Regions from separate parts of the Mus musculus genome. Here regions 1, 3, 4 and 5 are each linked to region 2. A link is a contact called in public HiChIP or PLAC-seq and promoter capture Hi-C data. All regions are on one chromosome and are shown on one strand. The core of a region is the stretch at or near the end of the contact, and the rest is flanking DNA. Distances in the headings are between cores, read along the strand shown. Region 1 holds the start of Mfap1b (microfibrillar-associated protein 1B). Region 2 holds the start of Frmd5 (FERM domain containing 5). Region 3 overlaps Frmd5 (FERM domain containing 5). Region 4 overlaps Wdr76 (WD repeat domain 76). Region 5 holds the start of Ell3 (elongation factor RNA polymerase II-like 3).

The links. Promoter capture Hi-C pulls out the DNA fragments that hold promoters and counts their contacts. HiChIP or PLAC-seq counts read pairs in DNA pulled down with a chosen protein or histone mark.
Region 1: a promoter capture Hi-C map of hippocampal neurons shows a contact between it and region 2, with 4 times the contacts expected there. The contact joins the promoter of Mfap1b here to the promoter of Frmd5 in region 2. A contact is called at or near these places in 1 of 39 promoter capture datasets (hippocampal neurons) and 2 of 115 datasets of contacts at active chromatin or transcription factors (embryonic stem cells and stem cell-derived neural progenitor cells).
Region 3: a contact with region 2 is called in an H3K4me3 HiChIP or PLAC-seq map of embryonic stem cells, with 25 read pairs. The contact joins the enhancer-like site here to the promoter of Frmd5 in region 2. A contact is called at or near these places in 10 of 39 promoter capture datasets (the 3T3-L1 cell line, the HPC-7 cell line, cranial neural crest and 6 more), 1 of 15 datasets of contacts at CTCF or cohesin (the NIH/3T3 cell line), 11 of 484 Hi-C or Micro-C datasets (embryonic fibroblasts, embryonic stem cells and nephron progenitors), 20 of 115 datasets of contacts at active chromatin or transcription factors (SST interneurons, bone marrow-derived macrophages, craniofacial prominence and 13 more) and 4 of 9 other capture datasets (adipose tissue, embryonic stem cells, liver and 1 more).
Region 4: an H3K27ac HiChIP or PLAC-seq map of embryonic stem cells shows a contact between it and region 2, with 12 read pairs. The contact joins the enhancer-like site here to the promoter of Frmd5 in region 2. A contact is called at or near these places in 1 of 39 promoter capture datasets (neural stem cells) and 8 of 115 datasets of contacts at active chromatin or transcription factors (embryonic forebrain, embryonic stem cells, fetal liver and 3 more).
Region 5: an H3K4me3 HiChIP or PLAC-seq map of embryonic stem cells shows a contact between it and region 2, with 14 read pairs. The contact joins the promoter of Ell3 here to the promoter of Frmd5 in region 2. A contact is called at or near these places in 1 of 39 promoter capture datasets (neural stem cells), 1 of 15 datasets of contacts at CTCF or cohesin (the NIH/3T3 cell line), 1 of 484 Hi-C or Micro-C datasets (embryonic stem cells), 1 of 115 datasets of contacts at active chromatin or transcription factors (embryonic stem cells) and 1 of 9 other capture datasets (adipose tissue).

What each region holds. Positions count from the first base shown.
Region 1 is chr2:121,472,653-121,475,352 of GRCm38.p6, reverse strand. It overlaps Mfap1b (microfibrillar-associated protein 1B), which reads left to right and starts at 1,330. Exons shown (of 7, transcript NM_001081975.3): 1 at 1,330-1,519. The coding sequence starts at 1,441. It also overlaps the pseudogene Gm14018.
Region 2 is chr2:121,805,700-121,808,399 of GRCm38.p6, reverse strand. Frmd5 (FERM domain containing 5) reads left to right here and starts at 1,343. Exons shown (of 14, transcript NM_001360084.1): 1 at 1,343-1,670. The coding sequence starts at 1,569.
Region 3 is chr2:121,547,624-121,550,323 of GRCm38.p6, reverse strand. It overlaps Frmd5 (FERM domain containing 5), which reads left to right. Exons shown (of 14, transcript NM_001360084.1): 14 at 1,092-2,700. The coding sequence ends at 1,669. Among named protein-coding and RNA genes, the nearest start is that of Wdr76, 42 kb to the right of the region's middle. Within about 2 kb of position 1,348, at least 13 of the 459 cell types and tissues checked have an H3K27ac peak or open chromatin away from gene starts, as enhancers often do. A contact at or near this core is called in differentiating embryonic stem cells and embryonic stem cells, where this site is marked.
Region 4 is chr2:121,511,945-121,514,644 of GRCm38.p6, reverse strand. All of the region lies in intron 2 of Wdr76 (WD repeat domain 76), which reads right to left. Among named protein-coding and RNA genes, the nearest start is that of Wdr76, 6.6 kb to the right of the region's middle. Within about 2 kb of position 1,449, at least 14 of the 459 cell types and tissues checked have an H3K27ac peak or open chromatin away from gene starts, as enhancers often do. A contact at or near this core is called in embryonic stem cells, where this site is marked.
Region 5 is chr2:121,441,202-121,443,901 of GRCm38.p6, reverse strand. It overlaps Ell3 (elongation factor RNA polymerase II-like 3), which reads left to right and starts at 1,301. Exons shown (of 11, transcript NM_145973.2): 1 at 1,301-1,506; 2 at 1,721-1,756; 3 at 2,079-2,191; 4 at 2,289-2,475; 5 at 2,561-2,640. The coding sequence starts at 1,375.

The DNA.
Region 1 (2,700 bases), core at 81-2,580, 330 kb after region 2:
TGTCCTCTGATCATCATATATGGCATGGCTCACCCACCCCAATAATAAGAATTTGGGGTTTTTTGTTTTGTTTTGTTTTTGTTTGTTTGTTTGTTTTGTTTTTTCGAGACAGGGTTTCTCTGTAAAGGGTTTCTCACTTTGTAGACCAGGCTGGCCTCGAACTCAGAAATCTGCCTGTCTCTGCCTCCCCGGTGCTGGGATTAAAGGTGTGAGCCATCACACTCGGCAGAATTTGCTAAAGGTAGACACTTCTGTTTCTCTCAGGTTAACATTTAGTGCATAGTTGTTTACAAACTCTGAGGGGTTCTAACTTGAACTTCTTATTTTTATGTATATCTTTGGGGCTCCCCCCCTTAATTTAGATGGGAGGGTAATGTGGTTATAATCCAATAAACATTTTTAATAATAACAACAACAACAAAAATATTTTTGTCTACTCTGGCCTTCTAAAGCTTTTCTGCTTGTAAGCTTCGTCCTTGTTTGACTCATTGAAAATCCTCACTAAAGTTTGTCAATTTCCTGTCTTCACCAAGCAAGGACACAGGTGAAAAAATTTGATAATTATATTAACAGAACCTTCAAAGTCCTATATAATATTGTACTCCCTCCCAGAATTTTTACTGTGTAGACCGACTAGCCTCAATTACAGAAATCCACCTGCCACGGTCTTTCCAGTGCTAGAATAAGGGCATGTGTGTCCAAATCAACAATTGGCCCCTAAGGGATTCTCCTTTTTTTTTTTTTTTTTTTCTTTTGAAGAGTCTTCTCTTGTTGCCTAAGCTGGCCTACAAAACACGGCAATCCTCTTTCACCTTCCCAAATGCTGGGATTACAGACGTGACCCACGTATCCGGATGAAACACTTTACACTTCTAGCTTTTTATTTTTTATTTGTTTTTTCTTTTTTGTTTTTTCAAAACAGGGTTTCTCTGCGTAGCCCTGGCTGTCCTGAAACTCACTCTGTAAACCAGGCTGTCCTCGAACTCAGAAATCCGCCTGCCTCTGCTTCTTACTGGGATTAAAGGGGTGCACCATCATTTTCGGCCACACTTCTAGCTTTAAACAGTATGCACCAACAGTCTCTCCTAAAATGTAATAAATAAAATCTTTAATCCGAACCTTCCTGGACCTTACCAAAACCAAAAGAAACAACTGTCAGACAGGAGGACCTTCCAGTTCTTGAGCGGTTGAAGACGAGAAAATTGCCTTAGGAAAGCGCACAAATTTCAAGCTAGCCCTTTAAGCGATCAGCGCTCAGCCGCCCTCCAATTACCCACAATCCTCTGTTATGTACTTCCGGTTCCTCTACCTCTGCCGGAAGTTGTTTCTGTCAGTTGCGCAGCTGTGTCCAGCACAGCCTGTGGGACGCGGCGTTCTGCTCCTTGCTCTTCGTTGTTGGGATTGAGTCCGTTTTGGAGAGTCTCCGCGGCAGCCGTCACCATGTCGGTCCCAAGCGCACTCATGAAGCAGCCGCCCATCCAGTCTACGGCTGGGGCCGTCCCAGTTCGAAACGAGAAAGGTACGGGCTCCCCTCCCCTCCGGTTGGCTCTGAACTCTTTCATCCTGAGTATCTCTCAAACCTGCCTTACGCCGACCATGCCAGCTCGGCTGGCCCTTAAAACCTAGCTGCAGTTTCTTCCTGCGTCCCGCCTAAAGTCACAGGTGGCGTAGAGAAAGGGGATAGCGGGATCCACTTGCATCTACCTGATCGATTTAGTGAGGAGATCTCTCTCGAAATATGAAGTAAAGGAGGCTGGAGAGGCAGATCAGCGGTTGAGAGGACGTACTGCTGTACCACAGGGCGCAAGTTCAATTGCCAGCAGTCACTTCAGGTGACTCAACAACAACCTGGGACCCCAAGTCTAGGGAGATCTGACACCTCTGGCTTCTGCCAGTACCTACGCTTGTGCACATATCCACACATAGCATCCTTACAAATGATGATAATAATAATGCTGCATAGATGGCTCAACCGTTAAAGGCCAGGCTCACAGGCAGAACAGTAACAAAAATCAAAATATAAGAAGAAAGTGGGGCTGGCGAGATGGCTCAGTGGTTAAGAGCACCGACTGCTCTTCCCAAGGTCCTGAGTTCAAATTCCAGCAACCACATGGTGGCTCACAACCATCCATAACGAAATCTAATGCCCTCTTCTGGAGTGTCTGAAGACGGCTACAGTGTACTTACATATAATAAATAAATAAAATCTTTAAAAAAAAAAAGAAGAAAGTGAGCTAGAGGCCTATGTTGTGTGTTTCTTTTCACTGTAATTGTTTTGTTTGTTTATTTTTAAGTGTATGAATGCTTTGCTTCCATGCATGGATATGCACCATGTGGGTGCAGTACCCACAGAGGCCAGAGGAGGGCCTGGAGTATCAGACTGTAACAGACTGCCATGCAGATGCTGGAAAATTGATCCAGGACCTCTGTATGAGCAGCAGAGCCTCTTAGCTGCTGAGCCACCTCTTGAGCTCCACCCTGTTTGTGTTATAGAAGAGATCTCCCGATTCAGCACAAGAGCTGGAGGAAAAGGTAGAAGCTGGCTAGTCAGAACGTTAAGTTAGGTCGTAAAGGCTGCCACAGCACCGCAGAGAGAGAAGCTAGGAAGAGAGCTGCCCTTACTGTGCCTGAGGTCAGACCCCGAGCATCCACATAGACACCTTGTGGGGAGAAGAGACGAGTTAGGAACTTTAGGCTTGA
Region 2 (2,700 bases), core at 94-2,593:
GTACAGCCAGAGCTACACAGTGAGCTCCTGTCTTGAGCCCCCCTGGCCCCCCCCAAAACGGTTAGAATTCTTTCTAGTCTACTATAGGGGGTTTTAATAGTTATGTGTTATGCTGATATAGTAAGAGCATACATGTAATGAGAAATTAATAATTCATTATTTTAAACGAATATATTTCTCACAGTACTAATGTTTTGGATTGACATTGTTTCAATGTTGGATCTTGTCACCTGCTAGGAAAGAGCTCTACCACTGGGTTACACCCCTATTCCAACCTAACTCCTATTTAACATTTCCTTTCAGTGAAATCTTTGAAGGTAGAGAGAGCCAGTGGGATAGCTTGTCAGGCAAGTCTGGCCATCCGTTTAATCACTGAAACCACATAAAGGTGGGAGGATGGAACTGATTCCACAAAGTTGTCCTCTGACCTTCACACTCGTACGTGGTACCTAAGTGTTCATATTCCATGCACAGGCACACATTGGTATTATTAATAATAAAATCTTTGAAGGTGGCTGTCTCTTAGCGAAGTTGTGGAAAGGAACTTTTAAGTCTGCCGATGGGGAGGACACAAAGGAAAGGAGGCATTTCCCCCCCCCCCCCGGTTCTTTGTGCAATACAGCTCCTGACCATTGTGCTTTGTTGCAGACGTCTGAAGATGTAATAATTCTTTCTAAAAGTACAAGGAAAGGTCCACCAGTTCCTGTTCCCTGCCCAGCTAAGGAGCACACCTCAGCCTTCTTTTGTCTTCTGAAAATAAAAGAAGGGTTAGAGCGTAGGGTTTTCTAAGCGCTAAACGCGGGCGCTTACAAGCTTCTGTGGTTGCACCAGAGTAAATAGCTATTGTAAAACAGATGTTCACTAAAATAAGGGTGCTCGAGGCACAGGGGCCCATGGAGCTGACTTAGGGCAGCGCACAGGTGGGGAGAGCCGCCAGGTCGGGAATGTGGGTGACTGTTTTCTGCAGGTGCCGCCTCCTCGCTTTGGCTTCCAAGAGAGCAAGAACCGGGTGTTGCAGGGTGCAAGTCTTGACTCCTGAAACAGCTCAAATGTTATTCCAGGTTGTAGACACCGATCTCGTGAAGTGTCCACACATGGCCCGGTCCAGGACAAACAGCATCCATACCAACCACCGCCCGCGAAGGGAGCGAGCCAGGGCTTGGGGCGCTAGGGGGCTGGCCCGACTGGGCTCACTACTGCTGTTTTGCGATGATTGCTTCCTCCGCCCGCTCATCATCCCCATTCCTTATTCTGATTGGATCTTCCTCCTGCTAATCGGTTCCGCCGCGCTGACCTCCATTGGCCCCCTACCTAGGCCCCGCCCCATGAGCTGGGCACGGGCAGTGGGGCGCCCGGGAGAGAACCCAGCTTGCTTGGGGTTTGGGGGAGGCGGTGGTGGCTCTGTAGAAGGAAGAAGAGTGGGGCGGGAGGAAGCAGCGGTGGCGATCCGGTCAGGGTGATGGTGCAGGTGCTAAGGGCCGGCGCGGAGCTGCCGCGCTGAGGGGCGACGGGTCCGGAGTCCGCAGCGCCGCCGCGTCGCTCCCGAGGACGGGCGAGCGGGCGGGAAGATGCTGAGCAGGTTGATGAGCGGCAGCAGCAGGAGTCTGGAGCGCGAGTACAGCTGCACCGTGCGGCTGCTGGACGACAGCGAGTACACCTGCACCATCCAGGTCAGCGCCGCGCCGCCCGCCCGCCCGCCCGCCGGCTCGCGGGATCCGGCTCCCCAGACTCGGCCAAGTTGGCGGGGTCCGCCGCCCGGGGTCGCTCCAGCTCTAACCCCGGCGCGGCGCTTTGTCCGCCCCGCAGCCGCACCGCCCGGCGCGCGGCATCCCAGCCCGAGCTCAGCCGGGCACTGGTACCACGCGCCGCGCGCCCCTGCGGGGTGAGTCGCGTCCCGCACCTGCAACTCCTGCTCTGCGCCTTCTCGGGCGGGGGACCCCGGGTCTCGGCTTCTTCAGCCAGCGGATAGGCAGCACCTTGGGCGGGCATCCTGAGCTAGGCGTGTAGGGCGGGAGACGCCTGCCCGGGCCGCCCCGTCGAGGGGTGCGGGCTGAGGCTCCCCCGGCCCCGCCAGGCCCGCCAGCCAGCCTTTATCTCCCTGGTTGGAAGGATAAAGGTTTATGTCATAATTTCTCCTGAGCGTTTGTGAGTCAGACGGAACGCGCAGCCCATGCAGAGTGGCCTATTGAAGGCGCCCAGCCCTCTGTGCTTTGAGGCTCTAGCTCCCTTCCTTGTCTTTTGACCCCCAAATCTCAGCGTGTTGGTTATTTCTGGGGGTGGGGGGCGTGAGGCAAAGATTTAGCAACAAGTCACAGAGATTTGGAGGTTAGCAGTGGCTGGAAGGAGTCGGGGACTTAGGGAAAAGCCAACAATGCAATAATGCCACACAGCATTTCTTTCAGAACCTGGTTTTTACAACCCCTTGCTTGTGTTCCTTCACTACTGCTGTGTGGCGCGTCAGGAGTCTAATATGGTTTTCCCCAGGAATGCAGTCTGTCCTTTGTAAAGTCAGAGGTTGAAAACACTGACCATGCTCACAGATTTAGTTCTTCAACCAGAGGACCCTGCGCTCACCGCCAAAAACTGCTCTTTGTGGAGAAGAAAATTTGAGTTGGACCCAGAAGGGTCTCACCTGATCCCTTTCCTTTCCTGCAAGAACCTGGAGGAGGCTTCTAAGCACAGATGTGTGTGTGTGTGTGG
Region 3 (2,700 bases), core at 99-2,598, 260 kb after region 2:
AGACAAACCGTTTAAAGTGGGATGTTACTCCATAATCAATACTAAAGGTTTATGGTGATATTTCTGGATAATTTAAGGATACATAACATTTTGAATGAGATACATTTCATATACAACAAGAGATAAAAATGGATCCATAAAAAGGTTTTGAGATGGAGGGAGGGAGGGAAAAGGGAGAGGGTGGAGAAATGGGGAGGGGTGCTGGCTACATTTTCTTGTTCAGGACTGGCCTGATATTGAATGACCTTAAAGCAGTCTTCTGTTGAGAGGACAGAACATTAACATGCTTGGTGAACAACTGTGGTGGTCAGGCATTCTACTAGAAATGCCTGTCTGCCCATCCTCCTGTCTGCTGAGCTCACGGACAGCTTAGTAGGTGCCATAGCTTCTGACTCGATGTCCTGATGTCAGCCTCACTCTCCTTCCTCAGCCAGCTTAGGGATTAATCACAAGCCAAGATATTTTGTACTGAAGTGGCTGCTGGCACCAAAGCTGGTCATACTTGGGAGATCTGGCTGTCATAGATGTCCATGTGAGGGGACAGGCCTTTTAGAGGGTGTCATGTGCCAGGATCAGGCCACAGACAGGGCTTAAAGAGTTCTGTTTCATCAGTGACGCAGAAAGTATTTCTGTCATGCGTGCCAGCGGCCGCATCAGGAAATACAGAGAAGCCAAAGCATCCAGAGTTCTGGGGCAACGGCTCTTAATCCCAAGTTCCTTGGGTGCCTGAGTCCCAAGGCAGGTGCAGGCTGCAGACTTACTTATGTGCCCTGCATCCCATAGACCCCCACTGTGAGTCACAGGCTTGGATTCCATCCGCAGTTCTGCCTTGAGCCACATGACTTCTAACTATTCACCCCCTCCACTTTATGGAGTTGTTGAAAGACACAAATGAAAACTTTAAACATTTTTTTAAAATGTCCACTGGGTACTTCTTTTGCCCTGTTCTTGATGTCTGCATATGGAGTCCACAGCTACTGCTGCTGTACCGTGGAGCATAAGCAGCCACCTAAGGACCTGAGCTGACGCCACTGGATAGGAAAGAATGTTGTGACCCGGAAAGCTAATTCCTGTGCTTTTCGCCTTTCCAGGCCTTGAGTCGCTACGAGACAGTGCCCATTCCACCCCAGTGCGGTCCTCTTCCCATGGGGACACCTTCCTGCCTCACGTGAGAAGCAGCCGGGCAGACAGCAATGAACGTGTCGCTGTGATAGCGGATGAGGCCTACAGCCCCGCAGACAGTGTGCTGCCCACCCCTGTAGCCGAGCACAGCCTGGAGCTGATGCTGCTCTCCCGGCAGATCAACGGGGCCACGTGCAGCATTGAGGAGGAGAAGGAGTCGGAGGCCAGCACCCCGACTGCGACAGAGGCGGAGGCCCTGGGAGGAGAGCTGAGGGCCCTGTGTCAGGGGCACGGCGGGTCAGAGCAAGAACAGGTGAATAAGTTTGTTTTAAGTGTTCTCCGTTTGCTCCTTGTGACCATGGGACTCCTCTTTGTTTTGCTCCTCCTCCTGATCATCCTTACTGAGTCTGACCTTGACGTTGCTTTTTTCCGAGATATCCGCCAGACCCCCGAGTTTGAACAATTCCACTATCAATACTTTTGTCCCCTCAGGCGATGGTTTGCCTGCAAAATCCGCTCAGTGGTGAGCCTGCTCATTGACACCTGAGAAGGCATGACTCCTCCCAATAACTAGCCGGGTGGACCAAGGAACCCGGCTACCCATTCCCAGCAATGGGACCCATCGCGGAACCATCGGCACACACACCAAGTCCTCTCATGACTCAAAGTCCACTGAGCCTAGCAGGGTTCTTTCCCAGCAGAAGAAAGGGATATAGGCTAATGCTCTGTAAACCGGGAACATTCAGTTTCTTCAGAGGCTCTTCCGAGAAAGGCTCAGCAACTCAAATGTTTCTCATCCTTCAATATGCAGAATAATTTGGGGGTTTGAACTTTTAGTTTTTCATAGATGTGTATTATTTTGAAAGTATCCAAATAAAAGTCACTTATTTTACTAGACTGATGATTGCAGTAGTGTCACCCAGTAGATGGGACACTAGCTGAAGACTCAGACTGTTGTCCTCTGTACCCTGCAATTTTCTCACTGGTGCCAGTGGGTTCCGGGAGACCCAGCAGGGCAGGCCGGGGCTGTGGGCAGGCAGGAATGGCTTCCTCGCCAGACAGGAAGGTTTCACAAAGTAAACGGCGTAGAATGATTAAATAGAAAGTTGCTTCTTACGATAGTCTGAGTTGGATTTTCTTTCCCTTTTGTTTGTTTTTGTTTTTTCAAATCTGAGCAGAGAGTGCATCTGAAGGGACCACAGCTACAGCAGCAGCAGTGGAAGGGGTGGGGTAAGTCTGTCCCCTTAGACTAGAGCCTAGTGAACACCTGAGTTGTATTTAATGTTTTGCTTTTCTTTCTGAAGAACCTCAAGACTTTTAGTGCTTCTGGGGTGTCAAAGTGGTGCCAGAGTGTGCGGTCAGAGATGTCCCACAGCACAGTTACCAGAGACCTGTGCTGAGTCACACGAGAGCCTGCAGAGCCGCAGGGAGCTGTGCTTGTCTTGTTACAGTATGCCCCTCCCCCCAAAAAAGACTATTTCAAGCTCTATTTTAACAGCAAAATGTTATTTTCCTATCTATTCCTATTTTGTTTTCACTTTATGAATCAAAAGATGCAAGAGAGAGACAGATCTGAGG
Region 4 (2,700 bases), core at 200-2,699, 290 kb after region 2:
AAAGGCACTTGCCTACGAAGCCTAAGAGCAGATTCCCAGAAGTAGAAAGAAAACCAACTCCTATAAGCTGTCCTCTGACCTCAATGCTCTTGCAGAAGACCTGAGTTGTGTTCTCAGTACCCACATCAGGAGGCTCACGAGGGTCTATAACTCAGTTCCAGGAAATCAGAAGTCCTCTAGTCTAAGGGCACTCAGGCCACCCCTACATGCATCCACTCACACAAAGATTATAAAATGGAGCTACAGAGATGACTCACTGGCTAAGAGCACTTGCGGCTAATGCAGAGGACCTGAGTTCAGTTCTCAGTGGCTCTCAGCCATGTGTAAAATGATTCACTAGGCCCTGAGAACCCTCTTCTGACCTCCACAAGCACCAAGCATGCAAGCGGTGCACATTCATACATGCAGGCAGAACACTTACACCCATATACGCCAAATAAAGCTAAAAGAAAATAAATTAGTATGGAATAAAAGTAAAGAACTTTTAAGAAATTCAAGACAGCCAAGTGGTAGGAGACCCTGTCCCAAATTTTAAAAATTATTTTTAAAAAAAAAGTCGTTAGAAATTCTTTATATACCATTGATGCTAAAAGTCGGGCCCTAGAAGAAGCATCGCCAATATCTACTCACAGTTCACAGTGGAGAACCTCTGTCCAGAGCACGGACGAAGAGGTGTTCACCTGCTAACCCCACACAGGAAAGACCTTTACCCAGCTGTTGTTATGACCCATGAATATTGTATTTTCTAGCTATGTAATATTGTGTCCTTGCTGGATGTGTTGGTGCACACCATGAATTCCAGCATTTGGAGGTTCAAGGCCAGCCTGGTCTACAAAGCAAGTCCAGGAAAACCAGGGCTCTGTTACACAGAGAAACCCTGTCTGGGGGAAAAAAAAAAACAACAACAAAAACAAAACAAGAGAGAGGGAGAGAGGGAGAGAGAGAGAAAAGAAAGAAAGAGGGAGGGACCATGCAAACATTAGTGCACAATAGCTTGGGTTTTCAATTGTTACTTAGGGTCAGAAGCACCAGACTAGAAGGATGTGTAAATATCACTTCCTCAATTGCCTGTAAAAGAAGGGCAAGCTGCCTTGGGGAAGGTGACCTGCCAAGAGGAAGGTGACCTTCTCCAAAGCAGCTCCCAAAGCCAACAAGTAAAGTAAGGAAAATATCTTTTTGAATAACAAAGCGACCAGAGCTAGAGCAGAAGAGCTTGGTGGACTCAGATGCGGGAGGCTGTGGCAGCACAGACCTGGGAAGCAGGCACTGAAAACCACATGGAGAGTCGCAATGGCACAAGTCAGCTTAAGTTAGAGACTAGCTGAGAGACTGCCCCAGAAGAAGGCCAACAGCCTTCAACTAGAGAAGCCTTCTCACTAGTCTACCTAGACTCTAGCTGGTCCAGACAGCTTCCTGCACTTAGGACAAGGTTTCATTCCGCAAGTGACAAGGAGTGGCTGCAGAGGGGCTGTGACTATCTACATAACTAACAAGGCCAGCTGGGACTATCTCATAGCTGCTGGTAACTCCAACTCCAGGAGATTCCACGCCCTCTTCTGGGATCCTCACACATATAAATGAGAAGACATTTTAAAATAAGTTTCTATGCCTGGTTCTCACAAAATACCATCCCTTGGAGGAGGCAGTATAAGAAGAAAACTCTGTCTTTATCCCAGGCTAGCTTCTCATTCCTCCTGTGTCACACCCCTGTAATGTTGTGGTTACAACTATATGCTACTACCCCCAGGTTCTCACAAAATATTTTGCTGTTCGTCTAAGACACCTTCTTATAGAAGAGCTACAAACTGAAATCTCAGATGAACAAAAAATGAATTGCAAGAAAGACAACCTCCAACAGCACACCCAAGGCCTGACACCATCTCAGGAACACACTGGGGCTCTTGAAACAAGAGGGGGATTTACTTTATAACTTATTAAAATACATTTCTAGGTGATTCTACAAAATAATGAAAAGCGGGAATGTCAGGTTTGGTATTTCTGTAATTCCAAGCACTTGGAAGCTGAAGCAGGAGAACTGCCAAGAGCCTGGGCCGACAGATGAGTTCTAGGCCAGCCTATGCGTCTGTGAAATCATACCAAGCACCACAATAAAAAACAGTAATGATGATGTAAAGAGAACAAACTAATGAACCATCTGATTAAGTTATCTTAGCCAGACCCCGGAGTACAGGGCTACAATCCCAGATAATGAGGATGACACAAAAGGATCAAAAGTCCCATGGCCAACCTAGCCAACAAAGTAAGACCCTGTTTCAAAATAGAACATGAAAAGGTGGCTGGAAATCTGTCTCCTTAGAACAGTGCTTCTCTAGCATGTGTGAGGCCCTAGCACCACAGAAAGATAAATAAATGCTGCAATGTTTATATATATATATATATATATATATATATATATATATTATTTTAGGGATAACACCACTTAAACATCTATACAGTTGTAATTTCTATTTATTATATGCAAACAAAAATCAGCTCATACAGCCAACAGTCTTGGCTTAAGACATAATCTAATCCAACAGTTCTCAATGTACAGTTTCAGACCAATAGCATCAGTGCTGTAAGATATTATAGAAGGTGGGCTATGGTGGTCAGCATCTTAATCCTACCATTAGGCATGAAGAGGCACAGAGATCTCTGTGAGTTCAAGGCTAGTGTGGTCTACAGAGTAGACAAGCAGGA
Region 5 (2,700 bases), core at 52-2,551, 360 kb after region 2:
AACAAACAAACAAAAATCAGCATTACTGCGAATATTTCCCTGCATATAGGAGTGTATTGTTCTTATACACATATTGTACATGTTCTGAGTGCATTGTTCAATGGGTTTAGACAAATTATTTGTTTTGAGATGAACAGCATTAAAATCACTTGGAATTACACACACACACACACACACACACACACACACACACACACACTAATATAAAATATATATCCCAGTTATTCGATCCCAGTTAGGAAAAAAGGAGATAAGAGAGTCTGAGAGACATAACCAAACACAAATAAATAAAGACAGGAAACACTGGCCTGAGATTTGTCGGGGGTGGGGTGGGGTGGGGTGGGGGTGGGGGTCTCAAAACCATAGGATCTGTAGCCCTGCTGGGAAACTTGCAGGCACCTTTTAGTCAAGAGTAGAGGCTAACACATGTAATCCTAGCATTTGGGAAATATAGGCAGGAGAATTGCTAGTGAGTTCAGCAAGAGTGATCTACATAGTGAATGAAACCCTGTCTAAAAGAAAAAACAAAAGACTCAAAGAGGAGGGGAGAGTGCCTTTAAAGGAGCCAGCTGTGGTTTCGCCACTTTCTCTTATGTTTATTAGGCTACATAGTAACACCTGGGAGTGAGTTACGGCTTTCTGCTCTCTGATTTATTATTTTATTTATTTATTTATTGCCACAACTACGCCCGCCCCACACCCCCATCCACCGATAGGCTTGGCTCCAGTCCCAGATAGCCAGACTTCCAAATCTGCGAGGCACCCACCCACCTGGCCTTACAGCCTCATCAAGTCCCTTTTAGAAACCAAATTGGGATCCGCCTCAGCAGACGCAGCAACTCGGGCGGAAAAAGAAAAAGGATTGCACTGGTCCCTCTTGGGGTCTGCCATCCTCTGGTCCCTTAGGTACTTCGGGGCCTCGGAGGCATAAATGACTCAATCCGACTATCAACCAGTCTCGATTCCCTCCCCTGTGAGACTGAAACCCTCAAGTGGTTTCAGGTTCAGCTTTTACTTAAAGACAACGATTTTGAATCCAGAATGGGGAAACTGGGAAAACTGAGGCAGAACAAGACATCCTGGGTGACAGGTCAGACCCTCGAAGCAGATCCTTTCTCATTAGACCTGGAATGCTCCTCATAGTGTCCAATACTGCCCAAGCCAAATCAAGAAGAAACCGCTTGGGTTCTGGCCAGCAGCTGAGGTGAGTGAGGTACCGCCCACAAGGCCAGGGAAACTTTGGGGCGGTGCCGGGGGTGGGGTCATGGTGGAGGGCGGGACAGACCCGGAGGGCGGGAGTGCCAGCCTAGGCTTGCACAGCAGAGGTGGCCCTCACCTGTGGTCCCGGTTCTGCATGTGCGCGACTTTGGCACCATGGAGGGGACCCAGGAAGCTCTGAGTGGGAAAATGCGGCTCCTCTTCACCCCCGCTGCTCGGACCAGCCTCCTGATGCTAAGGCTCAACGAGGCGGCGCTGCGGGCATTGCAAGAGTGTCAGCAGCAACAGGTGAGACTGGCCCCCGGCCCCTTCTTCCCTTCCCGGCCAACCAGACCTTGGCCTCCCAAGGCTATGCTGGAGAAGGGACTTGGGGTTGTGCGGGTTTTCAGATTCCAGTCCCCCCGCCTCCAAGTGAAGCCGGCCAGGCAGGTGTCCCCAGCCTCCTCGATCCTGGGGACTTTGCTTCCTTTGTGTTCAGCTGGTGTTTGGGCTCTTCCTGCAGGTACGGCCAGTGATCGCTTTCCAAGGCCACCGAGGGGTAAGTGCTGGCCGGATGTGCGAGGGAGGTTGGGGGTGAGAGAGCGTAAGCGTGGGCTCCAGGAAGGTGAGCTCTGGGCCGGAGCTTGCCAGAGGTCACAGTCTGAGCAAGTTATGAGAACTAAACCCTATGAAGATGTGGGGCTGTGGTCCCAGGAGACTGTGCAGTCTCAGCCTCTTGGGGGAACTCTGAACCAGCTGCACCTGGTGTGCTAACGAGCCCCTTGGGGATTTGTCTTCAGTCTTAGAATTGTTTGGGGAGGAGTGGCATGGACAGGAGGAAGAGGGGCCGGCTTAACTGGGTTTACCATTCCCTACCCCAGTACCTAAGGTTTCCAGGCCCGGGATGGTCCTGCCTTTTCTCCTTCATAGTATCCCAGTGTGGCCAAGAGGGCACTAATGGTGGCTTGGACCTTGTGTACCAACGCTTAGGCAGGTAAGGACAAGGTAAGAGAAGTTTGCAGGAAATGGGAAGAAGTGTTCAGAAGATCTCCAACTCATTTTTCTATTGTCTTTCCCACTCTTCTTTCAAGATCTGGGCCGAACTGTCTCCACTGCCTGGGCTCCCTTAGAGAGCGACTCACTATTTGGGCAGCCATGGATACTATCCCAGCTCCACTGTTAGCTCAGGAACACCTGACTGAAGGTACCAGAGAGTCTGAGAGCTGGCAGGACACTGGAGACGAACCTGAAGGCCATCCCCAGCTGGCACCAGATGAGGTGAGACTAGAAACAGCAGGTAGTCATCATAAGGTGGGACACCCAGGTCCAGGGAGCCAAGTTTTCCTATAACTTCCCCTGACAGGTGTCTGACCCACTGGCAAGCCACCATGAACAGTCACTCCCAGGATCCTCCAGTGAGCCCATGGCACAATGGGAAATGAGGTACTGAGACAGGCTGGGTCTCCTCTCTACCCTTACATTTCTTTAATAAGCTCTCACCTT